Regions from separate parts of the Bos taurus genome. Here region 2 is linked to region 1. Evidence: chromatin contacts called from public Hi-C data. All regions are on one chromosome and are shown on one strand. The core of a region is the stretch at or near the end of the contact, and the rest is flanking DNA. Distances in the headings are between cores, read along the strand shown. Region 1 has its middle 97 kb from the start of WDR11. Region 2 holds the start of FGFR2 (fibroblast growth factor receptor 2).

Region 1 (2,660 bases), core at 72-2,571:
TTGTGATATAATGGAACACTGTGTGGTTCTGAATAATAACTAAATGAATATTTGTTAATATTAATATGAAAAGAAGCTCATGAAATGCTGTAAAGTGAAAATATAGTCAAATAATACATATAACCATGTTTATGAACAAAATTTTTGTGTGAATAAATACATTCCATTTATGCTGTGTGAGACAGACATATCCAGTTTATTTGTTGTTGGTCAGTCACTGAGTTTTGTCCAACTCTTTGCCACCCCATGGACTGTAGCCCACCAGGCTTCCCTGTCCTTCACTATCTCCTGGAGTTTGCTCAAAGTCATGTCCATTGTGTCAGTGATGCCATCCAACCATCTCATCCCCTGTCACTCCCTTCTCCTCCTGCCCTCAATCTTTCCCAGCATCAGGGTCTTTTCCAATGAGTTGGCCCTTTGCATCAGGTGGCCAAAGTATTGGAGTTTCAGCTTCAGCATCAGTCTTTCTAATAAATATTCAGGGTTGACTTCCTCTAGGATTGACTGGTTTGATTTCCTTGCAGTCCAAGGGACTCTCAAGAGTCTTCTCCAGCACCAGAGTTATACAATTCTGTCACACTCCTTTCCCAGTTTTGAACAAGTCAGTTTTTCCATGTAAGGTCCTAACTGTTGCTTCTTGACCTGCATACAGGTTTCTCAGGAGACAGGTAAGGTGGTCTGGTATTTCCATCTCTTTAAGAATTTTCCACAGTTTATTATGATCCACACAGTCAAAGGCTTTCTTGTAGTCAATGAAGCAGAAGTCAATGTTTTTCTGGAATTCCCTTGCTTTCTCTAAGATCCCGTGAATGTTGGCAATTTGACCTCTGGTTCCTCTGCCTTTTCTAAACCCAGCTTTATAATATAGTTTATTATATTATAATCCAGTTTATGATACAGATATATTGAGTTTATGAAAAAACTCTGGAAGGATATATATCCATAAGGTCCCATGTATGTGAGTTTGGATTGTAAATAAATTTCATTTTGTTCCTCGTACATCTCAGTATTTTCTAAATTTGTTTATAATGAGACAGCTACCTTTATCACTAGAAATGTATTATTTTCATAATGACCATTTTGGGGGTGCTTACTCTCTGCCTGGTACTAGGCTAAGTTCCTTAACTCTGGAGTCTTTATTAAAACTCCATGAAACAAGCTTTGTTTACAATTTGTAACAAAAATAGAAAAAGTCTCAAGATCCCCTAGCTTCATGCCATAGATCTGGAAGGCTCTGGAAGGCCAGCTCCCTCTGACATGCCTTGCTGCCACTCTGGGAACCAGAGTCAGGGGCGGAGACTCTGGCCCAAGTCCGCAAGTCTGCTCAGAAAAGTGCTGAGGCTGGAATCTTCCCCGCCAGGGCAGAATTCCTGGGGCTTGGCCACAGGGCCAGGGCAAACGGATTCAGGCAGGAATTTTGTCTGTCTCCTTCTTTGTTTTTAAAAGAAATAGCCACTGCCTAAACTAGGCTGAGCCCAGTATTATCTGGCTTTCTTCAAAGGCACACGAAGACGAGCGGCTGCTATTTGGTTCTGTGGGGCTGTCTGGGGAGCAGCAGGGTCTGGGGGAGCCTGTGCTCAGGGGCCCAGACCCGAGTCAGCTGTCAGCAGGACCCGTTAGGACACGGGATGAGCTTAACAGATGGAAGCGCATCGGCTCGAGAGCTTCTGCTTGCAATTTATCCTTTGGAGCATGGCTGTGTTCTCAACCTGGATTTTGCTAACAGTCAACAAATCAAAAAGTAACCAAAGGTGATAACAGGGACCAAGTTCGGACTCCAACCCTTTCTGCAGGCTCCCTTCCCCACCCAATACCAGCCTCCACAATGATGCTTGGTCAATCGTTAGCTTTCTAGCTTGTTCTTTGTACCCCACGTCTTATGAACTGCAGAGTCCACTTGACTGGAGGCCAGAGGGTACAGGTCCTGCTCTGCTACATCCTGTCTCCTTGGTCTTTAATTAAGTCGTTAGCTCTTTCTGGTCCTCAGTTTACTTATTCGAAAAATTGGGTCTAAAAATTAGATCATGTTTTGATTTGCTGACAGTTTACAAAAAATACGGGTTGGGGTACACAGCAGTCAGGTCCTGTCACAGAGACTAGGTGTGCCTCCTGTCCACTGAAGTCAGCGTCTGCAAGAGCAAGCACAGCGTTTGGGTTTTTGCGATGCCAAAGCACTAGAATGCTTGCACGACTTGACTGCCAGCCTCAGTGAGCTGAACCAGGGTATTTCTGTGGGCAGGAGCAAGGCGGGGGGCTTCCAAAATTACACCACACAGGGGTCCCCTGACCTACATAAAATAAGTCAGCACCCCCCTGGGGCCGGCCAATTGGAGCTCCTCAGATCACCTGGCAGAATTAGGCACGGTTTTTGGTTCTTTTCAGGGAGCTGGAGTCTCTGAGAAGGGTGTACATGTCAGTTTCATGAAAATCCGTTGTAAAAGGCCCGATCAACTTCTCAATCATCCGCTTCCCCTTCTCCACCTTGCCCTCCCAGAGCGCCCCAGGCTGCTTCTGAGATCAGAGAGCATAATTACAAATGAGTGGGGACTCTGGGGGCTGGCTTACAGCTTAATTAGCTCCGTCCCCTGCACTGTCTCTGCTTCTGGGCCTCACGCTTGGGGCATCCTGACTGGTGAAGAATTCAGAGCGGGAGCGTCTGG
Region 2 (2,660 bases), core at 66-2,565, 620 kb after region 1:
CAGTTCTTTCATTTGTGTGCTAGGAATATAGTGATTTTCTCCCCCTTCTCGGGGCGCTAAAGAGCTCAGAGAAATCTGCATTTTAATTGACATTCCAGGGCGAGAGAGAGGGGCGCCCGATTGCTTTTCTATTCAAACTAAACAGGCTTTTCAGATGAAAATGAGTCGAGGCCGGTGGAAGATTTACAGGGATTTGGGACCCAGGGGACAATGGGGTTTTAAATGTTGATAGCGTTTCACACCAAACACATAATGGGTGAAAGAAGGTTTGCCTTTAAGGGTGGTTTTATTGAATTGGGCGAGAGAAAGGAAGGTCCGGAGAAGAGTTTGCAAAGGAGCGGGAGGCGAGGGGGACTGAGGCTCCACGGCCCCGGGCCGGACCCCTGCGCCTGGCCCCGTGGCCGCGAGGGTCGGAGCCAGCGCCTGGCCCGGCCCTCGGCTGACTCCCCGGCGCGGCCCCGGCGCTGAAAGAATGAGCGCGCAAGTTAGAACTCGCCTGTGCTTTCGACATCTCCGAGCTGCTGCCGGTAGAGCAGGCAGCGAACTAGAAAAAGTCGGTCCAGTTCGCCCCCTAGCCCCAGGCGAGCCGCGCTCCCTCCAGCCGAGACGGCGGCTGCGGGCCAGGGAGGCCGAAGGGCACTGCAATCGGGAAACCGGAGCAGCCCCCTTCCCAGAGCGCCACCCCCAGCCCCGAGCCCTCGCCTACCCTACAGAGGTGTTGCCAGCCCCACCTCAGCGGACCCCTCCCGGGGAAGGGTCCCCGGCCCGGGCCTGGATGAGACGGAATGGGGGCTCCCCGGGCCTCGGAACGAAGCACCTTCGAAGATGCCCCCTCCGAGTCCGGGACCTACCGGGCTGTGCCACCAGCGAGGCTGCCCCGCCGCTCGCCCGCCAGCTCCGGGGTCGGAGGATCGCGCCCGGCCAGCGGGAGTGCGCCAGCCAGAGTTTGACAGGGAGGCGGGCGGGGGCGGGGGGGGTGTCAACGCCAGAGGCAGATGTCAGCATCTGGATGGGGGTGGTAGCGGCAGAACTTCCCAAACGCCAGCCGTCAGCAGGCACCCAGCTCCCCCATCGCCTATGCAGCCAAAGAGGAGGCACAGGGAGCCGCCTCCACAGTGCCAGCCCTCCGTTCGGGAGTCCGTGCACCGGGCGTCTCGGGCTTCCACCGCGCCCACTGTCCCGCCCCGCGAAGCTCCCCCGAGGCGCCCGACTCGGCGATTACCTTGAATGGCAACGATCCCCGGCGATCGGGTCTGTCCCCGCGCCCAGCGTGGGTCGGGATGGAGCAAACGACCAACTCCCCGCAAAAAAAAAAAAAAAAAAAAAATGTGGTACTCGCCGGCGCCAAAGTTCGAGGCTTCACGCGCACCCCAGGCTGCGGAGGCGCGCGGGCATGACGCCCGCGGGCTGCGCTCGGATTTGGGGAGCGGGAGGAAGAAAGGAGTCGGGCTTGGCGTTTCCTCCACCAAACTTCGCTCGCAACTTGCGAACGCTTGGAGCGCGGAGGAAAGCCGCGGCCTCGGGGCGCCCGGGCCCCGCCAGCCTGGAAAGGAGTCGCTGCGCCGGGCCAGCTACGCCGCGCGCAGACCCCGCGGCGCCCGAGCTTTGTGGCGGCCGCGCTCGCTCCTTTGCTCGCCCGCCCGCCCGCTCGGCTCTCCGCGGCGTTCTCCGCTGCCGCCGCCGCCGCCGCCGCCCCCTCCCGGCGGGTCACGCCCCCGCTGAAACCCGAGCCGTTTCCTGGACGGCGGCGCCCGCTCTGCCAATCAGCGCCGCGCGCCCCGCCGCCCCGACTCGGCACGGCTCCCGACGCCTGCAAGCGGCCCGAGACCCCGGCGGGGAGGGCGAGGGGGCCCGGGCAGCACCGGGACGCAGAGGGGCAGCAGGCAGCATCCTCCGTGGATGCGGCCGGGGCCCGCGCCCCCTTCCTTCCCTGGTCAGTTCGCCTGATCCACGGTTTGCCGGGTGGTTACGTTACGTTGTCTCGATTCAAGTCAAAATAAATGACAGAAAGCCTGCTCTCTACCCACCCCCACCCCGGCCACGAGACTTTAAAATGCATCTGCGTGGTATTGGGGCGCGTGGGGGAGAAATAGAACGCAACTGAAACTTTGAGACGAGAGAAGGTAACCTGGGGCATGCCTGCCTGTCCATCAAAACGATAACGATGAGCAAAGAAGCGAGTATTTACGGAGGTTCTGCTATAGGCAGGGCACACGGAATAGAGTCTTCTTTTTCAACCGCACAGCCACCCTGCAGAGTAATATTCCCAGTTTCTGCTAAGGAAACAGGGTGAGAGATGTTATTTGTCCAGGGTTAACCAGCTGAGTAATGGCAGCAGCTGAGCCTGACTTTGAATCTGGCTCTCTTAGGGAACAGTTCAAAACTGAGGGGGAAAAATTTTGGATTAATAAATTCGGAAGATTCTAAGGACTCAACTCTGCTATAAATAGCTGTATGACCTTGAGCAAAGCATTTCCTCTCTGAATCTTAAGATTCTTCAACTAAATGCCAAGCTGTAACTGGTTAAAGTTCATATCTTCCATTTACCTTTTCCACTAGGCTGTGTCTACAGGATAATTTATTCTTTAACATATTTGCTCTCCTTCCCCACTCATCCAGCTCCCAAGAAGTGGTGCCTTAAGTCCAATACAATATAGATA

The links. Hi-C and Micro-C count contacts between places; a contact is called where the count stands out from the background.
Region 2: a Hi-C map of liver shows a contact between it and region 1, with 2.2 times the contacts expected there. The contact joins the promoter of FGFR2 here to the enhancer-like site in region 1. A contact is called at or near these places in 2 of 11 Hi-C or Micro-C datasets (liver and skeletal muscle).

The regions. Positions count from the first base shown.
Region 1 is chr26:40,935,155-40,937,814 of ARS-UCD2.0, forward strand. No RefSeq gene overlaps it. Among named protein-coding and RNA genes, the nearest start is that of WDR11, 97 kb to the left of the region's middle. Within about 2 kb of position 1,322, at least 5 of the 102 cell types and tissues checked have an H3K27ac peak or open chromatin away from gene starts, as enhancers often do. A contact at or near this core is called in liver, where this site is marked.
Region 2 is chr26:41,556,421-41,559,080 of ARS-UCD2.0, forward strand. It overlaps FGFR2 (fibroblast growth factor receptor 2), which reads right to left and starts at 1,316. Exons shown (of 18, transcript NM_001205310.2): 1 at 1,223-1,316.